Linked DNA regions of Zea mays: region 1 is linked to region 2. Evidence: chromatin contacts called from public Hi-C data. All regions are on one chromosome and are shown on one strand. The core of a region is the stretch at or near the end of the contact, and the rest is flanking DNA. Distances in the headings are between cores, read along the strand shown.

Evidence for each region. Hi-C and Micro-C count contacts between places; a contact is called where the count stands out from the background.
Region 1: a Hi-C map of leaf shows a contact between it and region 2, with 2.7 times the contacts expected there. The contact joins the promoter of LOC100282090 here to the promoter of LOC103639286 in region 2. A contact is called at or near these places in 12 of 25 Hi-C or Micro-C datasets (bundle sheath, ear, endosperm and 3 more).

Annotation. Positions count from the first base shown.
Region 1 is chr9:144,826,809-144,832,536 of Zm-B73-REFERENCE-NAM-5.0, forward strand. LOC100282090 (IN2-1 protein) reads left to right here and starts at 4,230. Exons shown (of 10, transcript NM_001155003.2): 1 at 4,230-4,434; 2 at 4,618-4,692; 3 at 4,795-4,855; 4 at 4,973-5,059; 5 at 5,166-5,264; 6 at 5,353-5,461; 7 at 5,554-5,630. The coding sequence starts at 4,412.
Region 2 is chr9:144,700,724-144,705,802 of Zm-B73-REFERENCE-NAM-5.0, forward strand. LOC103639286 (ecotropic viral integration site 5 protein homolog) reads right to left here and starts at 1,370. Exons shown (of 18, transcript XM_035962698.1): 1 at 915-1,370; 2 at 152-221; 3 at 1-59. The coding sequence starts at 955.

The DNA.
Region 1 (5,728 bases), core at 2,980-5,479, 130 kb after region 2:
ACTACCCCACTGCCATATCAACTTTTCTTTTTACAAACTTCAATTTAAAATGAAACATGACATTTTATTGAAAATAAACGTTCATCGAGGACATAATTAAACAAATAAAATTTAAATAATTCATAAAAACAACTAAAATGACATTATCTGAAAACAATACATAATTTAACGAAAATAAAATCTAATTTTCATGGCGCAGGCCCTAGATATGATGCTCCATTAAATAATTTAGAGATGGTAATAGACCAAACTAGCATAGATTGTGGCCTCACATTGAAGGATGGTTGCAAAGTTCGTCGGTGCTTCGGGGGTGATGGTTGATGCTACAACGAAGACCCATATCGTAGTCGTCCACATCGTATAATCCTCCACACTCATCATCAATTATTATATTGTGCAGAATTATACATGCATACATGATCACAACAAATAATTGGTGGAAAAAGAATGACTTAGACTAGCGAGAATATAGAAGTGAACCTTGAGGACCCCAAATGTTCTCTCTACATCCTTTTGTGTGTTCGCATGGCATATAGCAAACATCCTATGCTTTGGAGTATATGGGAGGAGAATGGTCTTGCAAATGTTCTCTCTACATCCTTTTGTGCGCTCGCTAGGTCGTTAATTTTTCTTCAGCTAGCGAGGTGGTACTATATAGGAGCGCTATGATATATGTGACTTCCTGTTGTGTTGGACTTGCGGCCTAACTGTGGGTTAACGGCCCACTCGTAGCCGAGAAGTGGGGAGAGCAGAACATATGTGCACTTCACGCACGACGCAAGATAACTATTGAAACTAGTGCTTTTAAAGACTAGAGATTTAAAAAAAAGAGTAAAAACTAAGTTACATTCCGAGTAGATGCAACCATGCAATTTCCTTTCCTTTTTTCTTATCTCATAACGCACACAATGGCATTTATAAACCTAAGTTCGCCTAAACGGTCTTTCCCATATAAAAATCGTTTAAACGCACATGGCGGTACGTTGTTTTCGTTTAATTATCTATTTAGCCTATTTCTTTTTTTTTTTGGTCTTATAGCCCGTTTAATGTAATACATCATAAAATAGTTTATATTCAATCCTACTGGGCTGTCTCCAGCAGAACGTCCATATAGTCATAAAAAATATTATTTTACACTATAGACTTTATTGTTTACAGATTAAAATTTAAAATACTCGTTCCAGTCTAAAATAGTAGCTATTGGTTTTTATGTCTATATTCGAATAGATAATGATGCATCTTACGCATATACAAAACACATACATTAAGTATTTAATGAATCCACTAAAACATCCAATACGAATTTTACTTTTGGATTGAGGAAGTATGAGTTAAGGGATAGATACATAAGTTGTTGGATACAATTTAATAGAGTATGTATGAGACCAATGTGAACTGATGTAAAGAACTCAATGCATTTTTATTCACAGCACACTCAAGTCATAGATCACAGCCTCACCTTTGAAGCAAATCTAATAGAGCCAGCCCATGGAGAAAGATGCAGATCAGGTGAACGGACTACTGGATGGGGCATCGACAAGGGAGGAGAACCGTTCGCTGGCGATGAATGGGAAATCTAAAACGGATACTTGATATCAACTTTTTGGTGTCGTCTTCTTTAATTGTGAATAAATATAGTATAGAATTTGCTATATAAATTTTTATTTTTAACATTGGGCTTATAAAGATTCATAAAAAGGTAAATCTCAAATTTATTATATATCTTCTCAAATAATATATATATAATTCATATATAGATACATATATTTTTTTTCATCTTTTATGTTGTAAGGACCAGATAATGTATAAACCAATTTATGCAAAATTTTATTTTTATTTATAATAATGTGCATGATAACATAAAAAAGATTGCCATTAAATTTGATACATATTTATTTTAAAATATTAGATTTGTTCTAACAATTTGGATACCCACTTTCATCCTGTCTGTGGGGGAAGACAACCGAGCATCGAAAGGGGTGACCACATGGGAGGAAAGGAACAATTTTCCGCATCGTTTTTAGGGCATATGTAACATCATTCAATATGAGGTCTATTGAAAGGTTTCGAAAGGGTTAATCGAAAAAAATATAAGTGATGTGTTTTTTTGCGAAGAGATAATCTGTGCACGACCCTCTCTCTATATTGTCTCTTAAATATGTTTATGATTTAGAATCTCCGAGTTGTATGATATAGTCTTTTATATGTCTCTTATATTTGAAAAACTGATCTAATGTTTTATGATTGTACATGCTCTTATGTTTGCTCATGCCCAGGAGAAATAAGAGAAGGATCCATTCATACAATGGGAGGAAGAAAGGGCTCTTCCGGTGCTTTTGTATAATTGGAGGAAAGCTCTTTGAACTTGGGAAACAAGGTAGGAGCGTCTTTTTGTTCGCTTTGGATTATGATTCGGACTGCTGTAGTGTAGAAAAAATAGTAGAAACCGTTTTGAATTAAAGTCAAGCGAACAACTTATAAGATTCTATATACCCTTAATATCCAGTCTATCCTGTTCGTCTCGTCTAACCAAGCAAGAGCTTATAATGCTCATATAAATTTAAGACAATTTTATTCTCCTGAACTTTTTGTTTGGTGAGGTAAAACAAGGCTCAGCGAAAGAAGCGTGTAGTGGCCCAAGCTCTCGAAAGAACGAGATGGCTACACACGATTTGGAATGACCCAACCATAAACATTTTGACTGAGATAGTGCTATGACCTTTTGTTCGCTTTTGTTAGCTTCTGGTCCGGATCGTAAACAGTCCCATAATGGTTTTCTCTTGTACCTACGCCGGATCCACGCAACATATCCAGTCCTCCTACCAACTACTCGCCGGAATTCTTCCAGAAAATCCTGAAGGGCTCCGGGCCTGGAGCACAGCCAGGCGCAGAGTGGATGGCAATGGGTCGGGTTCGGATCGGGTATGGTAAATATCCGCCCGCGACAATACCCACGGATATTACTCATACCCGCCCGTGACTATACCCGCGGGTAGGATTTTGTACCCGTGCCCGTACCCATCGGGTATCGGGCGGGTATCGGATACCCGCGGGTATAATTACACTCCACACAAATAAAATACATGGTTGACAAATGACAAGATAGAACAAAAAAAAAGGCATAATAAATCTGATTACTGTTACAGAAGCAAGCAATATATGAGTACATAGCGTTTACACTTGAATCAAACTTCAAAGTTCAATTCAACAAAACAACGAAGGTCTCTTAGAGTCTTGGACATGATTACATGAACTTGAACTGTTGGACAACAAAGAAAAAATAGCACTCGCCTGGGCTGCAGGGGCACTGCCGCATTGAGCAGGGAGCAGGGACGCAGGGCGGGCTGGGCGAGCCAGGGGCGCTCGGTTTCTGCCTTTCTGGCGGCTGGTGGTGGCTTGGATGAGAGGCTGAGAGAGAGAGACGGTGAGAGACGGTGAGAGACCGTGACCGGTGACTTGGACGTGGGCGTTCAGCGACGGCGGCGGCGGCGCGCTGCAGTACTCTCCCGGCTGCTACAACGAGAACACCTTCCAGGTCATCATAATCTTCATTTCCCTTGTGCCGATGACTCGTATTCTTGAGATGTTCTTGCTATTTATCTGCGTTGTTTCTTTCTTGGTGAGCTGACGCGTTGCCGGTTTATTTTTCCATCTACTGCTGTTCGTTCAGGGGCTGGATTTCGTGCTGTCTGAGGCTAGGAAGCATGGGATTAAGATGATTCTGAGCCTCGTGAACAATTACGACAGCTTTGGAGGGAGGAAGCAGTACGTGCAGTGGGCGAGGGAGCGGGGGCAGACCATTGACCGGTGACTTGGTGAGTGGTGACTCCGTGCGTGACTGCGTGAGGTGAGAGGACTAGGGTTCTGGATTATTGAATAAAGATGGACATTGGGCCGGCCGGTTTCTAGTGGGCTGAAAAGTGAAAACTGAAAATAATTTCGGATATCCGCTAAGACCCGCGGGTAAAAGATAAAACCCGTACCCGACCCGATTTTATCACGGGTCGGGTATGGGTGAGACCCGCGGGTTAAATTTCGTACCCGAACCCGAAACCGACGGGTCGGATATCCGTGGATATCCGAACCCGCGGGTAAAATTGTCATCACCTGCACCGCGTTCGCGTCCAAGTCCAAGTGAGGCCGGCCGCCGTTGGGCGGGCCCAGGACGGCTGTAGACCTGTACATGTCATCCAATCAATCCGTCACACGATTCAGACTGCATTCACTCACCTCCGGCGGCCTCCCACGAAGAATTCGCTCGCTTTCCCCGGTTGCCCGTCACCACTGACGCCCGCCTCCCCCGCGGCCCTTCCCATCGCCGCGTATAAAGGTTCGCTGCCGGCAACGAGAAGATGCAGCTCACCGCCACCTCCACGCTCGAAGCTCCTCCCGAACCGGCCGCATCGCCGCCATGGCAGCCGCCGCTCCTGCAAGGTGAGCACTGAGCAGAACGGCGTCCTGTCTGTCTCTGTCTGCTGTCGCCGTTCAGATTCTTGATCTAACTCCCCCCCCCCCCCCCCCCCCTGTATAAAAACGATTGTTTGTTGAACTTTCTGTGGAGGGAGATTCTTTAGTTAGTTTTTTTTAATGGAACAGTCCTCCCTCCTTCCTGTGCAGCTCCGTGAAGGAAGTGCTGCCGTCTCCCCTGACCTCCGCCTCCGAGCCCCCTCCCCTTTTCGATGGCACCACCAGGTAGGTTTTCGACCTATCAATTAATTAATTACTAAAAATCTTCACCTGTGCAGACCATGAGCTAGAAGTTAACCCCCGGTTCGGTTTTTGAGTCTCGTGAAGGTTGTACGTGGCCTATCTTTGCCCGTTCGCGCAGCGCGCTTGGATTGCTAGAAACTACAAGGTGGTACCATCACCATCACCACCGTTCTCTGATTTGTTGAAGCGGTTCTCCTTAATTTGTGGTGTCTTCCGGGAAAGGGAAACTGAAACCTTTTTCTGTTCCTCGCCGTCTGTCCAGGGTCTGCAGGACAAGATTAAGATAGTTGCCATCGATCTCGCTGACAGGCCAGCGTGGTACAAGGAGAAGGTTTATCCAGAAAACAAGGTGTGTCTGACTAATCTGCTATCCCCCCTCCTGTTCAGATTTTCCAAGGTTCATGGATACTTTGTCTTGCATTTTTCATTCACCCTTTGTTTTGTTTCCCCCGTAGGTGCCTTCTCTAGAGCACGACAACCAGGTGAAAGGAGAGAGCTTGGATTTGGTTAAGTACATTGACAGCAACTTCGAAGGTCCATCGTTGCTCCCCGAGGTAGTATGGATACATAAGATCGCCGTCGATGTAGAAATGTGTTTTTTTTTCAGGCTTGTTTAACGTCTGGACTCTGGATTCTTCACAGGATCATGCAAAGCAGCAGTTCGCTGAGGAGCTGCTCGGATACACTGACGCATTCAACAAAGCATTTTACTCATGTTTAGTCGACAGGGAAGATGTGTCTGAGGAAGCCGGTAACAGGACTAGTTCGCATGCTTGGTTTGTCTGGAAAAAAAATGTCTTTTCAATAAGATGCTAATTGCCTCATTCCATGTCTTTACATCAGTTGCTGCCTTGGACAAAATAGAAGACGCCCTGGGGAAATTCAACGATGGCCCGTTCTTCCTTGGTCAGTTCAGTCTGGTATGTGTCGCTGAACACTAGGAATCGTTCTCTCCCGTCCCGGGAGCAGGGTTCAAAATCAAATCTACATTACGAATGTGGGCTTCAGTTGGCATGTG
Region 2 (5,079 bases), core at 120-2,619:
GACTCAGCCAACCTGTCCAAGAAGTCCCTCCATCTGTGCGCCCTCTCCTCCTCCTCTTCCTAACAAACAACCATAAAAAGGCAAAATCAAAATTTTCCCATAAACAGACAAAGAAACAAAACATTTCCAGCACGGCAAAGTAAATCACTACCTTGTAAATCTTGGCGTACTCGCGGAAACGCTGCAGATGCTGCGGCCGCACCGTGAATCCATAAGCGTCCCTGCGCCAAACCTCAGGAGCATCAACCACAGCTCCCGGAGGGAACCCCAACAACGGCATTAGCACCCCCGGGGCAATACGAATACAAGGAACCGAACAAGATACGGCAGGAGATGGAGAGAAGAGGAGGAGGCATGCGAAATGGGCAAAGGAACCCGCCTTTGTGTGGGATTTACCGTGGGGACTCGGAGTCCATGGGGATCAGCGCGCATTAAAGAAGAAGCGACAGGACGACCTCGGCAGCGCACGCCATGGATTGACCAAAGCCATACTAAACCCTAGCCCGCGCGGGCCCCGAGATCCACGCACATGGGAGGATGAATTCTGGAGAGGAAGGGAATCAGGATTGCAACGGATCGCGGCAAGTCCGGTTGGAGCCACGCGCGCTGGCGCTAACTGCACCGCACCCCCTGCTGCCGCGGCGCCCGAGGGGTGTGCCCCAGGCGACGAAGATGAATTGAATTGGTGAAGAAGAAGAAGAAGAAGAATCGGCAGCGCAGATTGGGGACGGCGAGCAGGAGACCGAAAGAAGGGAGGGAAAGAAAAAAAGAAGGCCATTTTTCGTTCGACGCTAGACTAGCGCGGAGCACGTGGCGCGCGGCACGACGATGGCGCGCGTCTGTCCTGCCGCCTGCCTCATGCATCGTGGATTTCAAGTGGAGAAGAGAAGAGTACGGTACGGTACTTAACGAACCTCTTGCACTCGGAGTCGAAGGCCGCGGCGGCGGCGCCCATTATGGCCGCCGCCGCTGCGCTGCTCCCGGCACGCGCCGTGGTGGCCGGTGGGGGGCGCAGCGACTCGTGGAACACCTCGTGCCGACCGGCGCCAGCGTCGCAGGTTGCAGCCCGGCCCGGAGGAGGAGGAGGACGGAGAGGTTTGAGTGAGTGGGACTGGAAAACTAATCACCTGGGTTTGACCTGGATTTGGTGCAACCGGTCAAAATGGACAAATGGTGCTTACGAGTTACGACTCGATCAATGGTTCTTCGGGGGTGTTTGGTTTCTAGGGACTAATGTTTAGTCCCTTCATTTTATTCCTTTTTAGTGTACAAATTGCTAAATATAGAAAATAAAATAAAGTTTTAGTTTCTATATTTGGCAATTTTGGAACTAAAATTGAATAAAATCTAGGGACTAAACATTAGTCCCTAGAAACCAAACACCCCCTTCGTCAGAGGAAAAAAATATATATACATGGACATCCGGCAATTCGGTAACAACACAATGCATGCATCAGGCAGGTTGCCGATCGTGCGTGCTGTATTCCTGTGTGGCAGGCTGCGTCAGGTCCCAACTGGCCAACTCCCAAGCTTTGGGCCCTGCCCTACCTCCCGTCCGGTTGTCTGGTCGTTTGGTAAGCACAACAGCATTGGACCGTTGATCAAGCGTGCGTGTACGGTCTTTGTAGTACACGGTCCTACCAAGCACAGTGGTTGTCTACGGCTATAGTACTGCATGCTCTGTTGTGTTGAGCTGCCGATCAGTAGCACAACACTACCACCAGTCCCAGTCAGTCTGTTGGCTACCTTGGGTGGATCCGTGCTGTTTTCAGCTTGTCCACGCGCATTATTTGGTTTGCCAATTTCAGATACACACAACCGAAGATGTGAATTGCGGTGCACGCTTCAGGCAGGGGCTGCTGGATCTGGATCGAATAGGACATGGCACTTCCAGAAGATCTGGTGGGCAGGGTTGGTCGGTTCGGTTCCGTTGGAGTAGCACACTTGACTTGCCGACGTGGCGCACGGAGACTCGTGCAGGCCCCGCAAGTTTTGGTCGTGGACAGTTTTTTGTTTTGCTGGGGCGCTGCTGGGCCCCGGGGAGCTCGCGGCTGTCGCTGTAGTCGTCAGGCCTGCCAGCCTGATGGCACGCCCGCCGGACCTACGGCGAGCGCGAGAGGAGCACCAATAATCCAGGCATCCAGCCAAACCAATTCACGTCACAGTATATTTAAGTATAAAGTTTTTATTGTATTTTTAAATCTAAGTTTCTTTTGTAATTAATCCATATCTACATTTTCTGTTGTCCAATTGAAATGAAATTTTTATAGTAGACTATGAAGAGCATGATCATATTCTGCAACAAAATTGAAATCTTGCAGGCGAAAGTGATTTCACTCATGATTGGCCGAATGTCATATGAGTTCCTTCTGTTGTTCATTAAGAGCTTTCCATAAGCTATGTGGGCATCTCTTCATAAGGTACTCTTGTTTGAGATCTTTATGTATGTAGAGCCTCAGAAGAAAAAGAGTTGTGTTATTTTTAACATCATTAACTAGGTTGTCACCAGTGATTGGTGTTGCAATAACATCGATAATCCCACGAGAATCTAAAGTTATTTTAATGTATGAACCCCAAGTTGGGTAATTGTGCCCATCAAGATCGAGTTCCTCGAACTCTTTAGTTGACATGTCCCTACAGTCATGATCATGGACTTCCATTAATTTATGTGTACATTGAGAGTCACAATGGTGATGTTGTAAGCTCAAATGCAAAATCTTTAAAATTACATATGATATGAGTTGCATGAACATATTAACCCTTCCTATTGAATAAATATTTTGAATATTAGTGAGCAATTTAAAAATAATCCTCAAATTAATTAGGTAGATCTCCTAGTAGTGGGCAAGTGACTTGCTGCCTAAAAGCACAGTCTCTGGGCTGATAAAATCACGACTGAACAAATCACATCCAATGCTTAGGTCTACACTATCCATGCTCGACTAATTATCAAAATGATATTCAAAAAAATTATATGATGTTATTTTGGGTTATCACGTATATGTGATCATCTAGAAATATGTAGACCTCGTAGTGATAGACATTCAGAATGTTGTCTGAAGTATGGTCTCTGGGTTACTAAACTTTATAAAAGAATTTAGCACATTCAATGCTTAGGACTCTATCATCCTGTGCTCATACTCCAAAATAAATGTAATGTAATTTTATTCGTGCATGCAAACTTAAAAGAATGCGAAAAACAATAGCAAGTAGAGATATGTGAATTATAAATGTAATAACAAAAATAATTCACGAACCAAATTCTGGTATATTGATAATAAAACAGACAAACATATACAAAGACATATAACAATTGCAATCTAAATGACGAATTTAGACGCACTAACAATTGGTTAAACTAAATTATATACAAACATAGTCTTATACCGAAAATTCGGAAATTAAAATGGTAAAACAATGTAATTAGGCCAATCTGTAGCCCATTGTGGTAGCATGGGCGGCCTACACGTCGGCCCAGCCGAGAGGCCGGCCTAGGCGGCCCAAAACAGCCAGAAGGGCCCATTATAAATAGGGGACGAACCCTAACTGTCCCAACTCCACTAGCCGTCGCCGCCATGCACGGGGCTCGTCCGCCCACGCCTGGGGAGGAGTAGGGACGACAATGGGTTTAAAACCTGCGGGTACAGACATTACAAACACGTACCCGCGAGATTAATGTTAAATCCGTACCCGCACCCGCTACCCGCGACGGGTAGCGTGTGTTATCCAAAACCGCTACCCGCGGGCACAGTCATATATTTAACATAATAATAAATATTTATTAAACTGATAAAAACATGTACCGATCTTAGCCAAAAGTTATACGAGTTCACTGGCGCCTGTAGTCTTCTTTTATATCATTTGATTGGCTTCGCTCGCTCAAAGCTTTCGGGGGTGGCACTAAATTGAGATGCATGTGCTCTACAGTCTACACAGACACACACGCGGGTATGCGGGTTTGCGAGCACGGGTACAACATTTTCATACCCATGAGAAAAAACCTGTCGGGTTGAGAATCAAACCCGTACCCACGGGTACAAACTCACACCCAAACCCGCAACCTATAGGTTTTTTACCCGCGGGCACGCGGGTAAAATGTGCCCGTTGCCATCCCTAGGGAGGAGCGTCGCGCCGATTTGCACGCGTGTCGAGGCCATCGACGTCGGGCCATGTCGATTGCCAGCACATCGGGGCCAAGACGCGCCCATGCCCGTCGAGGATCCCCGACATCGTCTCCCCTCTTCCCCCACTGGCCAACATGGCAGCAACCACCATAGGACGGTCTGAGGGCCATTAGGCTCTCTTCACCGTAGGAGGGAGTTGAGGTCAACCTACCGGGGAGGTGGCCGGTGAAGATGATGCGCTTGCGCGAAGCGTTGATGGCGCGAGGGGGTTGTCCGCGACGGGCATAGATGGTTCCAACGACCACCGTCTCCGCGCGGGGTTGGGGAACAACGACGAACTGCTGCTGCAATGGGTGGAGGAGGCGGTGGTGCCGCCAACTCGACATCCATCGGCACTGTTGCTGACGATTCCGCATCTCCCATCGGCACCGGCGGTGACGGGAGCGCGATGGGGAGGCCACATTCAACCACCGACAGCGACACTACTGTTGTCCATCCGTGAATCACACAAAAGTGCACGTTGTGCACTTGAACACGGGCACACGACGTGCGGGGATGGCGTTCACCAACGGGATCACCGCCTCTTGCCCAGCGGCGTACACCTCCAACAACGTATCATCGACGACATTGAGAACTTCACGCATACTGAAAGGGAATTAGGCTTACACCTATTTCCTAATTGATTTTGGTGGTTGAATTGCCCAACACAAGTAATTGGACTAACTAGTTTGCTCTAGTCTATAAGTTCTACAGGTGCCAAAGGTTCACAATAAGCCAATAAAAAGACCAAGAAAAGGGTTCAAACAAGAGAGCAAAAGACAACCCGGAAGGCACCCTGGTCTGGCGCACCGGACTGTCCGGTGCACCACCGGACAGTGTCCGGTGCCCCAGGGAACTCGAAGCCCAACTCTTCACCTTCGAGAATTTTCAGAGAAGCTCCGTTATAATTCACCGG